Regions from separate parts of the Zea mays genome. Here region 2 is linked to region 1. Evidence: chromatin contacts called from public Hi-C data. All regions are on one chromosome and are shown on one strand. The core of a region is the stretch at or near the end of the contact, and the rest is flanking DNA. Distances in the headings are between cores, read along the strand shown. Region 1 holds the start of LOC100191860 (Uridine kinase-like protein 2 chloroplastic). Region 2 holds the start of LOC103642918 (sulfite oxidase).

Region 1 (6,653 bases), core at 3,540-6,039:
ATATATTATATAGGGCGAAGCCTAATAAGTAAATTAACAGCAAATTTCAGTGGTCGTTTATTCCAAAAACGATAAGAAACAGTCATCAATGAAACATGTACAAGAACATAATGGTTCTGGGAAGACAACGAATAAGAATAGGAAATAGCAAATGCCATGAACGTTAGAGACCCAATTTTGCCAAGCCATGCTCCTTCTCTTTGCTAAATTCCTTAGGTCTTGTTTGGTTCCTGGGAACTGAAAGGAATTGGAAAGTAATCTAATAATAAAATGGGAAACACTTTATAGTTATTGGTTTCAATTCATGGGATCCAAACAAGCCCTTATAGTATATCATAGTTGTCCATGTTAAAATGTTAGAGAGCTAATTTGGAGCCAAGAAAGAAAGGTGTATGAAGAGAGGAGCCAATGTCATACCTGTTGGTGTAACCACCTGCTTCTCTGTAAATGGCAAATGCCCAAGACCATGCTCAACCACCTGGAAGACATTTTATGTACAACAAATGCATTGGTATAAGTAAACCACAATTAACAGCTCTCAAACTGGTAAGGTTCTAATAAGTTATTGGAGGTCAGAAGAACTAAGAGTGGTACCAGACGAATCAGCCTATCTGAGTAGAAAACAAAGTCAGGTGTAGTAATGTTCTTGTCACGAATTAGAGTATGCATTCCTCTTATCTGTTCAGATGAATCAATCAAAAAAATCAGGAGTGTGCAAATCTAAGGTCATTGTAATGTAAAGCTTAGTGTTGAAGGTACCTGGAAAGTTGTGTGAACTACAAAGACATTTGGGTAGGCTTTGCACAAGTTATGCTGGCCAAGTTTTGTGTTGATATGTTGCACAATTAGATCAATTGCAACAAGGTTATCTCCCCCTCTTGGTATGATCACATCAGCATATTTCTTCGAAGGCAGGACAAAAGCATCAAATGCAGGCTTGACAAATCTCACATACTGATTATTTCAACAGAAACTCGTATTAGTGTCATATTTATATTTGTTGCAAGTATGATAGCGTAGGGATATTTGTAATGTTTGCTAATAGCATAAGTAAAAAAAGTGGACCAGTAAGACACAGTGTTTGAGTACCTGCTCAAGCACTGAGGTAACATCTCTACCTCTTTCAACAGTATCACGCCTCACACGTCTAGCAAGTCTAGTATCAGCGTCTGCATGCAATCACATGACAGCAGATATGCATAATGATCAAAGATGGTTAAAAATATGAATAAACGATTGAAGTTGCAAAACAATTTAAGCATATAACTTGTCATTAAGCAGACACCATGGTATGGATAAGCATATATCTGTAACAAACCTGCGTCAACAAAAATTTTCATGTCCATCAAATCACGAACCCTCTGATCATGAAAAACCAAGATCCCCTCCAAAATGATGACATCTGATTCATTGACCTAACAAAAAAATGACCAATGATTTGTATCACAAGAGGAGTGCAAGGGAAAATCAAAACACAATTCATTTGTCTGGCACATAAAAACAATAAATAAGGATAAATAACGTGGTAATGGGAAAAAACAGGATCTTTTTTATTTGTTGCAGTTTTTTTGGTCGGGGGAGGGGGGGGGGGGCAAATTAAGGAAGCATTGCACTGTTTATCATATGTAGTGTCGCACGGTACATGCCTACTAATAAATCTAATAGGTTGACACCAACATATAGAAAAGGAAACTACACGAACATAAAACTGCAATAGCATTCCCCAAAAAATAAATAAAAAGCTTTCACAACAGAAATAAATAACTATGATTATAAAGACAATGTACTTACAAAAAATCGTTGTAAACAAGGGTATGCAAATTAGATCATAAATAAATAATAACAAAGTTATTCTCCTCGCACCAATAGTTTATTTCACTACCTTCCTAAATTTTTCAGAGCATCGCCTGTGATTCTTAAAATCGTATATAGGAATATTCACGGACTGTCCACTTGTTAGCTTTCCCATGCACTCCAAAAGTCGATCTGTATCGAATGCATCTGCAAGGCAAAGAATGAAAACTACTTTGAGCTAAGATAAATCCCAGAAACTAAAAGAAGAGCAGATTTCACATGATTGCATATCAAGTACCAGGATGATCAAAATTATAGTCTTGCACATGCTCAGACTGTTCCTCAGTTAAACCATGGTAGAATGAATCCTGCAAAAAGTTACAGCCCAAAGTGAATTGTAATCAATTTCAAAATCATCTGAAACAGTGCTTCTATGGTTGGCACTATTTAGAGTATATACTATATATAGGTGCCTACTATAACCATAACCATCTTATAGTTTACTATCTCTTGATGCAACCATTAGTCTAATGCCAGGTATTCATCAAATTACAACTGTCAGCCTGCATCAGGATTCAACAAACAGAAAACAAAACTATAGTGCTTATTTCATTGAAAAAATAGCACGAATGAAATGCAGATGCAACGTTGACATTGTGCACCGTTTCTTAAACTGATACTTGAGCAAATCCATGTGAATCAATTATAGATAATTTATGTTGATTAAGAACACCAAGCTGCTCATAATGAAAATGAATTTCATGTAACATAGTTTTAATAAATCGACGTGTCATTTTGCTTGCATTAAAAAACTTAAAAGGTATCTCCAAGTTAACACCAAAAATAACAAGCCAAACAAACCGCACAGATCAGTTCTCTAGGCACACCAATATTTGACCTATCGCATCAGGTACTGTGCAGTTACTTCTTAGTGAGAAGTGACAAGGCACCTCAAGTTTCATGTTAGTGTTAGCATAACAAAAAAAACTATGGCCACTTTAAAACAAACAAGACCCAAAAGTTAAAAGCACCTTGCAGAATGTGTCTTACTTCACTAATTTTCTTTTTCATTTTTCTTTTTCATTGAATGATAACTGTCAGCCTGCGTCAGGATGCTTTGCAACTTGCAAACACACAGATCAGCGTTCAAAAAACAGAAAACAAAATAGTAATGCTTATTTCATCAAAAAGAGAACACAAATAGTTGAATGCAAGTGCAGCATTGTACACATGTATTGTAGACAATGATTATAGCAAATGCATGCGCATACTTGTAAACAAGTATAAGCGCCTAATGAAAATAAGATGCTCATAATAAATTTCATGTTATGACTTCTAATAAATCAATAGGTCTCATATTTGCTGGAAAAAAACTTAAAAGGTATCTCAAAGTGAACAGAAAAATAACAATTCAAGCAAACTGCACAGATAGTTGCATGCTATTTAGGATACACTCAATAGACTCAAGCAATATTTAACAGAAAATAACAAGGCACTTGTCTAGGCACACCACTTTTTGACATATTGCATCAAGTGATGTTCTGCACGGTCACTTCCTATCCCAGTGAGTAGTGACAAAGCACCTCAGTATAACGAAGATTATGGCCATTCCAAAACAAACATTATCGTCCACAAGTTAAAAGCATCTTGTAGGTCGTACACCTTGCTTTATATGTTGCGTACGACTAAAGCAACATATAATCTATCTGAGTCCCAAACCATGACCAATTTTATATAACAGAAGCAACTTATAGCATCGACAGAGTAAACCGTTCCAAGTTCCAACCAAACTAATGTTATGCTCTGAACAATCACCTTTGTAGTGGAAACGCACCTCAACCAAACTAAAGTTAAAAGAAGATTATAAGCTGTGATTGGTTTAGCGGTTTAGCGTCCAATCTTATTTTCAGCAACAAGTAATATATCCAAGGCTATTTCAGGTTATTGAGTAAGAGAAACGCAACATACAATCTAGCCGTGTAATCTACCCAAATCACCAACAAACAATCTAGCCGTGTGATCCAACTAAATCCCAACAAACAACCTAGCCGTGTATAATCTACCCAACCAAGAGCATTCAGTCACCCAACCAAGAGCATTCAGTCCTACATGGAAGTGCATCATTGATAGAATAAACAGTTTCCAAATGTAGAAACCGAACCTGCGTTTGGTCATTCATAAAAAATTTAAACAACTAGAGTTCCCCACATTATCCACACAAACGCATCGATATCGCAGTCGCAGTACAGGACCAAAGCAGAACAAGCTCAGAAGTCAGAACAAACAAACAAACCAACAAAAAAAACCATCCGAGGAGCAGGAGAACCTGTTATCTACAAAGCATCCACAAAACAAACAAACCACTAGAGTTCGCCATACCAAATCACCAATGCATCGATAGCACAGCCGCGGAACAGGTCCAAACTCCAAAGGTAGAGCAAGCTCATCCGAACACACAAAAGCAGAGAAACAGGGCCAAAACCGAGGGGCAGGAGAAGCCACACCTGGTTGACGAGCGCGACGCGGTGGTCGTGAAGCTGCTGAATGATCGCGTCGCACACCGTCGTCTTGCCCGACGCGGTGCCTCCACACACGCCTTCAGAGCCAGCAGCGAACGACACCAGAACTCAAAAACCAGACCAGCGGGAAAAATCCCGAACGAGAGAGGAAGTGGTAAGCCAATCGCCCGCCGGTCTCGGCGACTGCGAGGCAGGGCGCATACCTATGACGAAGGGCTTCCTGGTCCCGTCCTCCGCCTTGGGGAACGCGAGCCCCGGCGCGGCGACGAGCGTGCCGTTGCCGCTGGCGGAGCGGGAGGGGGAGGAGGAAGGGGAGAGGGAGAGGCGGCGCGAGTCGAGACGGAGGCCGCTGAAGTGGGGACCCACCGCGGAGCCCAACGCGTCCTCCATCGTCTCTACGGCGGCGGTTGCCGCCTCGCCGGCCACCTGGGCGATCGACTTGGAGGTTTTGACACGGGGAGGAGGTGGGGCTTTTGGGTGGGGGAGCTAGCCTGGTGGAGGAGGCCGTTGCGTGGAGGCGGTTTATATGAACCGCCGGGTCCAGCGGGGTGGCACTGTCCACGTGGTGCAGCAAGGATGGGTGCAGGGGACGCGCGAGCAGGGGGGGGGGGGAGTTGTAGAGCAGGGGAATATGAAAAGGTACATTCTCGGTTCCTAGCCTTGAAGTTGCTGGTCCATTTTGGTTTCGTCGGACCCTTTTTTGGTTTTTTCTGAGCGCCTATAACTGCTAGCATGCGAGCTTTTTCTGAGATTCGTTTTTTTTCCTTGGCATTCAATGTCGATGCAGATGAAATGCAGGACCGTGGCCATGCACTGCATATCTGCGTACTGTGCAAGGGGATTTGGGGATGTTGACCACTCGCCGCAGGACGGCAGGAGTGCATTTATGTACTAGGAAAAGGGATAGAGTTTTTTTCCCTTTTTTTGAAAAAAAATAGAGTAGGATCGCTTCAGGTACTCTCATCCCATTTGCTGGAGCAAGCGGTGTCCACTGCCCACACGCATCCCTGCGACTGACATGTGGAGCACGCCCTTAAACACGTGACAAAGAGGGGACGACAGATGCGAAAGGACCGGCCAAAATAATGCAGCACCAGATGTATAAGTGATGATGCCTTGACGATTACTACCAGTAGTATAATAATATATACCATTTTTATATTACGTTTTAGAATATTATGGTCTACAGTTTATAGAATTTTGGTCTAGACTATATGAGAAATACTCAGAAATATAGTATAGCTTTGGCTATACTGAGGTATTCAAAACAATGTTTTACAAAGTTTAACCGAACATCTTTTAGAGACATTATAGTATTCTTAAATATTATAGTATTATAAGTGTAAATAGTCATGGCTATTAGTATTTTGGTTCCTCGTTGTTCATACGCGCGCTGGTCAATGGCACAGTATAAAATTATAAATGGTGTTGCTTAGTGGGAAAGGAATCGGATGACGACTTCACGAGGGGGATATAAATAATGACTTGGGTACACTTGGCGCAAGAACGACACATGCTGCTCCAAACCCAGCAACTGCTCTCCATCGTCATCGAGGATAAGATCGAGCTAATAAAAAAACAACCAGCCCAACATTGTGCGATCGTACGCATCAATGTGGAAGGCGCTGCTGTTCTTCGATGTGTTTTTAAAATGTGCACTACTTTATACTGCTGCACGGTAGCACGACTGGATAGTTTACACCTCCTCCCCACATCATGATGGGAGGAGTAGGCGGCCGATCCGGCTTTGGTGTTGATCTGGCATGGCCTCGTGCTCGATCTCAACGCTAATTTAGAGGACCATACGTCTACTCATTGTTTTCTCTAAACGTTAGTCTCATTGACCCAGTAAATAAATCGGACAGATCTGAATATTTTTCTACGTATCCAAAAAAGATAACGCCCCGTTTGGATCATTGGAATTGAATTCCATTCTAATAATAGTAATTTAAGCATATATCAATTAAGCTAATTCGGTTTTATGCAAAATATATTTGTATACTATCATTATCAAGATGTCAGAGATATTTATGTGCTACATTTTTATTATATAGGAGTGAGACGAAGAGTGTCATGTAAGTTATAGATTAGAAACCAATTCTACTAATGAATAAAATCATTTCCCACCCTCCACCCCATGAATTTGAGATAGGCTTATATCTGAACTTTGGAAAGTGGTGGAATGTCAAATACCAAACTAAATAAGTTACTTTATTGAGTGAATTCTAATTCCTCTAAAATGAAGGGATCCAAACGCCCCGTAAGACAAATATATAGAATCTAAAGTCTTAAAAGCCGCTCTGGTTTGGAGGCCTGTCCGCATTTCACGCGCACCAGATC
Region 2 (6,657 bases), core at 2,822-5,321, 270 kb before region 1:
AGAATCAGGACAGAAAGAAGTGAAGAAGTCTCCGTTAGCTAAGGATTCTTTGGACAAAATGCTGAAGGACTTGTTCTCAACCAGGGACCAAATGGCAACTGATGTAAGTGCACATGTGTTTGCTGTACACGGGGTCCTCGGCAGGTTCATTTCCTGCTTATTATGCAGTTCTTATTTTGCAGTACTTGTTCTAACTTTGAGATGTTTTTATCCCATTATTACCTTTGCAGGGCAGGAACACCGGTCACGAACTCACGATGGGGTAGCTGGCAGCACTTAGGGCCTGTATGGCTAATCCATTGCTCATCAGTAATTTGGCATATCAATGCTTCGTTGTTTTCCTTCGATCTAGATCACTGACACCCACGTCGCACGGCAGCTGCATTCCGTTGTTGTTAGCGAGAATGTTAATGCTAACTACTTCCTCCGTTCTTTTTTATTTATCGTGGTTTAGTTTATTTTTATTTGTTGCGGTTTAGTTCATTCAAAAATGAACTAGAGAGCTACAAATATTTGAACCGAGGTAGTATATCATTGCCTACTGAAATTGCCATTCCCACGGCTGAAGGGGATATATATGTTCACATCTTTCTTTCTCTTTTATTGGTATTTCTCAGCTGCGATATGAAGCGCACCTCTTCCCAGAGCTGCCATTTGCCCAAAGAACAGTTCTATGCTGCGATAGTATTTTCAAACGCAGAATGCAATGGATATTTCTCGATATCAAACCTGACCAACCAAAAAAAAACCGCAGCAGCTGACATTTACACAGAAACCAAGTGAGCTCAAATCCCATAATGACACAGCCACAACACTCGTACAACCTTACTCCACAGACGCATAAAGTTGAAGTGACTAATTATTATTCAGGGACAATGGTAAAGTGAGTGTGCTTTCTCCAAGTGGTCAGCTGCGTACTTAATTTCACAGCTTAGATCTTTCAACGCACGAAGATCTCTGGATTTTGATCCGATGCCAAGACGTGTTGAGGATTCCCCTCAGATTCCATATGTCTTCTACCTTCTCGGGCTGAACGTTTGCAGCTGAGTCCACCTGTACCCACACAAGATGTATTTCTCACAAACTGTTCTAAGTTGAGTGAAATAGTGTGTCAAGATAGACTTCACTTACCGCCTTAACTACGATCTCAGGATTCGCTGGTACGTCTAATGTGGCCTCAAAGAGAACCCAAGCCCACTTATCACTTTGAGGTCCATCTGACACATACGCCACATTGTCTTTCTGGTATCTACGAGCCTCGACCCAGGTCTTACCCCCATCAGCTGATACATCCACTCTCTCAATGCCACGGCCACCACCTGAAAGTGCATATCCAGCAATCCTAGCCTGCAGCGAGCAAAGCATAGCGGTGTGTGAAGAAAAATTCTTTGAAATCTGCCCATGGTACTCGCACAGGATTCAGTCTCAGAGTATGTGTTGTTATGGAAACATACTGACCTGTCCTTCCTTGATAACATCTACATCTTCCAGTGTACAGATAGCAGACTAGACGATCAAAGTAAGCGAACATAGTAAGTTCTTCAGAAACCTAGCAGCACATATCAGCAATGACGAACCACTGATGCATGCACGCAGCATACCTACCTGCACAGGGAAATCCATCTGTGGCCTTCTAGTTGACCAGTTAATGTTGTCCCAGTCCACGGTTGGCGGAAACATTTTGTAATCTTTTTGCATAAAAAACCCCTGGTTAAGAATAGCAGTCAGTTTTGAACACAGAAAATAAAGACGATAAAGGCATTGTATCCGTAGTTTCGGAAAACCTGGCATTCCTCCTCTTTTACGTTGATACTGTCCAGCCATTTTACAGAGCGTGCACCAATAACTCCAGGTACAACAACCCGGAGCGGGTATCCGTGGTCTCGGTTGAGTACCTACACATGGTAGTTTATAGCACGAAAATTAAAAATAAATCCAGATTAAATGAATACTGAAAAGGCAAACAGGTAGCTGAATGGCACAACAGCATTAATAAAGAAACTACTGTTTTGAAGAATAACTTAAACATAATATCGAGACTGTTTGAAGTTGAATTTCAGTTATGCAAAGAAAAGTTATCTTCTGTCCACCTCTCCATTCATTTCATATGCAAGTAATACATCGGCATCAGGATTTGTTGCCTGATTTAATGGAATAGATGCCGTATAAGGACCACCTTTTTCCTCCTGACACAGTGACACAAACAATAAGACACTAGCAGGGAGGCTTTGCCATAAAAGTGATTGCCAGTCAATAAGGATCAGCACACTCACTTTACACTTGTCAACGCTAACAAACTCAACGTGTTTCCCTCCTAGAGACGTGACTGAACTGAGTTTTGGTATTCCAACTAGCTCAAGGACATCAGATAGTTTGGCACCTCCCCAAGTTGCTGGAACCATACAAAACATCAGTAGATATACTATTGTTAGGAATCATTTTAGTCAAGAAGCAAATGCAAAGTGCTAGTATCTAGAATTAAAAAAATTATGAGGGCAATCAGAAGACAGAATTTTTCAGTGTTGCATATGATCCGGTAGCACATGTGTTATTAATTAGTTGATATGAGAGTTCATGAGGTTCACCCAAACTGCTAGTTTGATACTAGAGTAATCAGTAAGGGCTTATTCCTAGTCTAGAACTCATAAGATTTCACATAATCACAGGTGTTACTACCCTTGAGCATTAACACGAGCATACCACTAATGGGTTCACCAAAGGCAGTTCTGGACTCGTCACTTACCAGTTCCAAGAGCAGATATGTCCCACCCAACACCTCTCACTTTCCGTACGTTACTCATCGCAGTCCTCCTGTTTCCTGCACACTGTAAATGACAGGATCGTAATGTTATACACCTAGGTTATTAGCCATACTAACATATATGTGTCACAGAATGATTAGTTGGGCAATCATATATATGAACCTGTAAAGTTGCTGTGACATTGTACTTTGGAAGAGACCTGAATGCAAAGTTTTGTGTCAATTATTCAATCAAGAGCAAAGAACACTCATATCACATTATTAGTCACTAGAATAAAACCATTAAACATTACCAAATGTCAGCCATCGATAGCTGAATGGACTTGTTGACGAGACCAGAAATGGAAACAGTGTATCTGTCGATCCATTCATATAAAGTGTCAGTGTTTGGTAAACTGTAACATATCACAATGATAAATGAGAATTCACAGCTTGTGCTGAGAAACCTTGAGAGGTCCTCGACTTTAGGGATGGGTCCATGATTCCTCTTGTAGAAGAAATCCACTGGGGTGATGTAAGATGCGACTAGCTCTGATCGGTGAGGCTCAGCATTGAATGGCTCCTGCAAACAGAATGATGCTCGCTGATTACCCCCGTTTCGGTGTCTTACTGTGTAGTTTATGAATAATTCCTACTAAAATATAAACTCATTCAGGAAAAGCTCTTGGCACTCTTACAATTATCCAGAAATAGCTTCGCAGACACACACACTGCACCATTCTGGCAACAATAGAGAACTAGTATATCCAATCCAAGTGCCGCGCACTGCGGCCGAAATTACATACCCGTTCGCCTTGTTACTAGAATGAAACTGCAGCCTATTTCCACACTGATCAGAGACTACAAAACCTCGTGCTGCATCACGCTTTGCTAATCACTGCGCAAACGGGCAGCGGAGCGCTACCCGCTGCTGCGCAGCACCAACGGCGGCGGTCTGATCAACGCGCCGGTGCCGTAGATGCCCTCGGACGCGTCCGGGCCAAGCCACAAACGAATCCGCCGATTGCCATCGACGCGAAAGCGACACCACAAGGCACCAACCCAACCCAATCACTCAAATCTCCGGGGGGGTAGTAGTGCTGACCTTGGAGTTGATCTTGAGGGCCGGGTGACGCGGCGGCTCCTCCGCGTAGTCGGACGGTGCCGTGAGCCCGGGCATCTTCGCTAGCCTCCGCGGTGCGCTCCCTGGAGGTCCGGTCCCGGCTGCTCGCTCTGCTCCGCGAAACGAAGGAGGTGAGGAGAAGAGAACGAGACGAGAGGAGACGATGACACCGAGACAGCCAACGCCGCGGCCTCGAAGTGGGCTCCCCTGGCCCCTGCTTTGTTTGGTGTGTGGTGAGTGGTGACTCGGCGACGAGGGCGAGGCCGGCGGCCCCGCCCGAGCCCCGACCTAATATTTCCGTGACATGACATGTGGGCTCCTCGACGACACTCAGAAAATATTCCTGCCTTGGATTAGAGAGGACAATGGTAACCGAAACCTAAATAACTGACGGATTTTATATAGAATAATTTCTCTATTTATGGATATTTTAATAGCCAAGAACCTCTATCCATTGGTTAGACAGGTACAGGTTGGTACTACTTATACCTGTCTATCTATAGGTAACTAGGTACGTACCCGTGCGATGCTACGAAACACAAATTGATGAGTGTATAACAGCTCAGGACCTTGACGACGGGCAACATGAGCATAATGTTGACGATAAAATTCGTGCTTAAACATAATATGGAATGATATAAATACGTAATATTATTATAAATTGAATTTATGTAGAACAAATATTATCAATATCGCATAAATTATTTCTAAAGAGTAAATATAGAATGTTTAATCATAAGCAAATGTCGACACCTTGTAAACTAATCTAATTTTTTAGAAATGTCGATAAGTCTCTGTTATTAGTGAAAACGAGATAGGGAGAATGATAGTCGTTGATACTTTATCATAGGGATGTCCTATTTATATTCACATGAAGGGACACATCCTAAGTAGTATATCAATTGGGAAAAATCTGACACACCCCTTGTATTGGTCACAATTGCAATATTTTGTAACAACGTGGAGACAGAGGCAAGCACCGTCGCGTGTGTCACAGGTACTTGTGCAGCACCGGCCCCGTCTACCACACAACCGGTCCAGATGTTCAGTCCACTCCACTCGCACGTAGGGAAAAGCAACACGGACAGAAGAGCCTCGTCGCGCGCGGCCAACTGGCCACTGCAGTTAGGATAGGCTGCTGCCTGCCTGCCTGTGCAGGCAGCTCTCTGCTCGTGACAACGGGCCACTGCAGCTAGGATAACAGAGGGAGCTGAGCAGAGCTGTGGACTGCGAAGGACAGACAGCACAGCACGGCCCGACCGCACAGGGACACAGCTAAAATTTCTCCGTGGCCCACATGCTCCGGCTCCACGCTCTCTTGGTTCAGCGGCCCGGTGTGGGATCTTCTGCCTGGCTTCCGGCGTCGAGTTCTCTCTCTGTGGCTGCCGTTCTCCCTCGTGCGAACGTACTGTGTGCTAAAGTCGAGGCTCCTGCTATAGCTTTATTCATGTAGAATCCTACGTCAATCCAGATAGGAGTTGGAAGCATAAGTGCTTTTTTAGGGGAGGGCTAGACACTGGAACTTGCTTGGTTTAGCAACTCTGCTTCGCCTGTAATGCGCCCACTTTTAAGCTTCGCGATGGGTGCAGTGCAGTGCACACACCAAGCCAAAGGGTCCGTTAACTGCACGAGTCTAGCTTATTTCTCTCTTTCTGTCAGATCATACAACTTAACAAAAGGTACTCTAGTTCACTTAAGCAAAAAATTTAGGCGGATCCAGTAACCCCAAGGGATTAGAACTTGCATCCTAGCGGTGCGAATGATCCTAGCTTCTTCTTTTTTGTTTTGTTTTTTTTTGGGTACCAGCAGCATCTGATGGAACAAAATAATGGTCGTAAACACTTCTGTCAGCTCCACGTCGGATTGGACCATGAACCGCTCGATCCTGCCGACCGCCTCGGCGTCCGCGCCCCCCATGGCGTCGCTGGAGTCTAGCAGGGACACGCAAGGCTGGAACGCCTGTAGCAGGTGCGTGGCGAACGACAGCTCCGTGCGGTCGCAGCCGCGGTCCACGGACACCACCACCTTGGTGACGAGCCGCTTCACGAGGCGGAGCACGGCCGCCATTGCGGCCACGTGGGCTGACCCCACGGGGAGGTGGACGGCCACGGCGTCGCCGCTGGTGATGGCCACCAGCTCCGCGGGATCCAGGGCGTCCACGTTGTACGTCGCGAACTGGAGGAACATGCCGAGCTCGCGGGCGAAGCCCGACAGGTTCTCGTGGATGAGGTTCAGCTCCAGCAGGTGGTGCGACGCCGGCGACACCAATGCAGTCCCCTTGAGCGTCGCCGCGGGGCAGCACTACGCCAGCTCCTGCATCAGCGACGCACACTGCTCGCCCGTGCCGATGTCCAGGTCCAGCACGTGGATGCGGCCGGCGGCCCCAAGCTCGTCCAGCACAGCCTGCAGGTGAGGTGCGCGAACTGGAGCACGGGGGCCACCTCGGAGAAGGCCTTGTACGCGCCGGCCATCGGGTGGGTCGCTTCGGCTACGGCGCCGCGTCCAGGGACGGGTGCGAGCCGAAGAAGTTGGGCGTGTGGCCGAAGGGCACCGGCTTGGCGTCCTCCATGGTCGGCGCGAACGGCATGGTGGAACCGAACGCCAGCGACATCATGGACGGCGCGTGGTCCAGCTCAAGGACCGGCGAGTCCATGACAGACCCCATGGCCGCAGACGCGTCCTCGCCGCCGATGATCCACCTGAGGAAGGTGTGGTCGGGGGCGAGCCCCGGCGGCGCCACGGCGTCGGCGATGTCCCACCCCTCGCCGGCGCCAAGGCCCATGTCAAGCGGCGT

What was found. Hi-C and Micro-C count contacts between places; a contact is called where the count stands out from the background.
Region 2: a Hi-C map of bundle sheath shows a contact between it and region 1, with 2.3 times the contacts expected there. The contact joins the promoter of LOC103642918 here to the promoter of LOC100191860 in region 1. A contact is called at or near these places in 5 of 25 Hi-C or Micro-C datasets (bundle sheath, ear, leaf and 2 more).

The regions. Positions count from the first base shown.
Region 1 is chr1:197,937,277-197,943,929 of Zm-B73-REFERENCE-NAM-5.0, reverse strand. LOC100191860 (Uridine kinase-like protein 2 chloroplastic) reads right to left here and starts at 4,789. Exons shown (of 14, transcript NM_001137284.2): 1 at 4,517-4,789; 2 at 4,299-4,390; 3 at 2,093-2,162; 4 at 1,883-2,001; 5 at 1,319-1,415; 6 at 1,090-1,169; 7 at 760-954; 8 at 595-678; 9 at 418-478. The coding sequence starts at 4,703.
Region 2 is chr1:198,202,596-198,209,252 of Zm-B73-REFERENCE-NAM-5.0, reverse strand. LOC103642918 (sulfite oxidase) reads right to left here and starts at 4,071. Exons shown (of 12, transcript NM_001353338.1): 1 at 3,846-4,071; 2 at 3,208-3,323; 3 at 3,055-3,117; 4 at 2,925-2,961; 5 at 2,744-2,825; 6 at 2,274-2,392; 7 at 2,091-2,186; 8 at 1,785-1,895; 9 at 1,606-1,707; 10 at 1,459-1,506; 11 at 1,132-1,347; 12 at 688-1,053. The coding sequence starts at 3,920. The coding sequence ends at 925. It overlaps LOC100192695, which reads left to right. Exons shown (of 4, transcript NM_001137898.1): 3 at 1-103; 4 at 231-575. The coding sequence ends at 266. It also overlaps the pseudogene LOC103645171.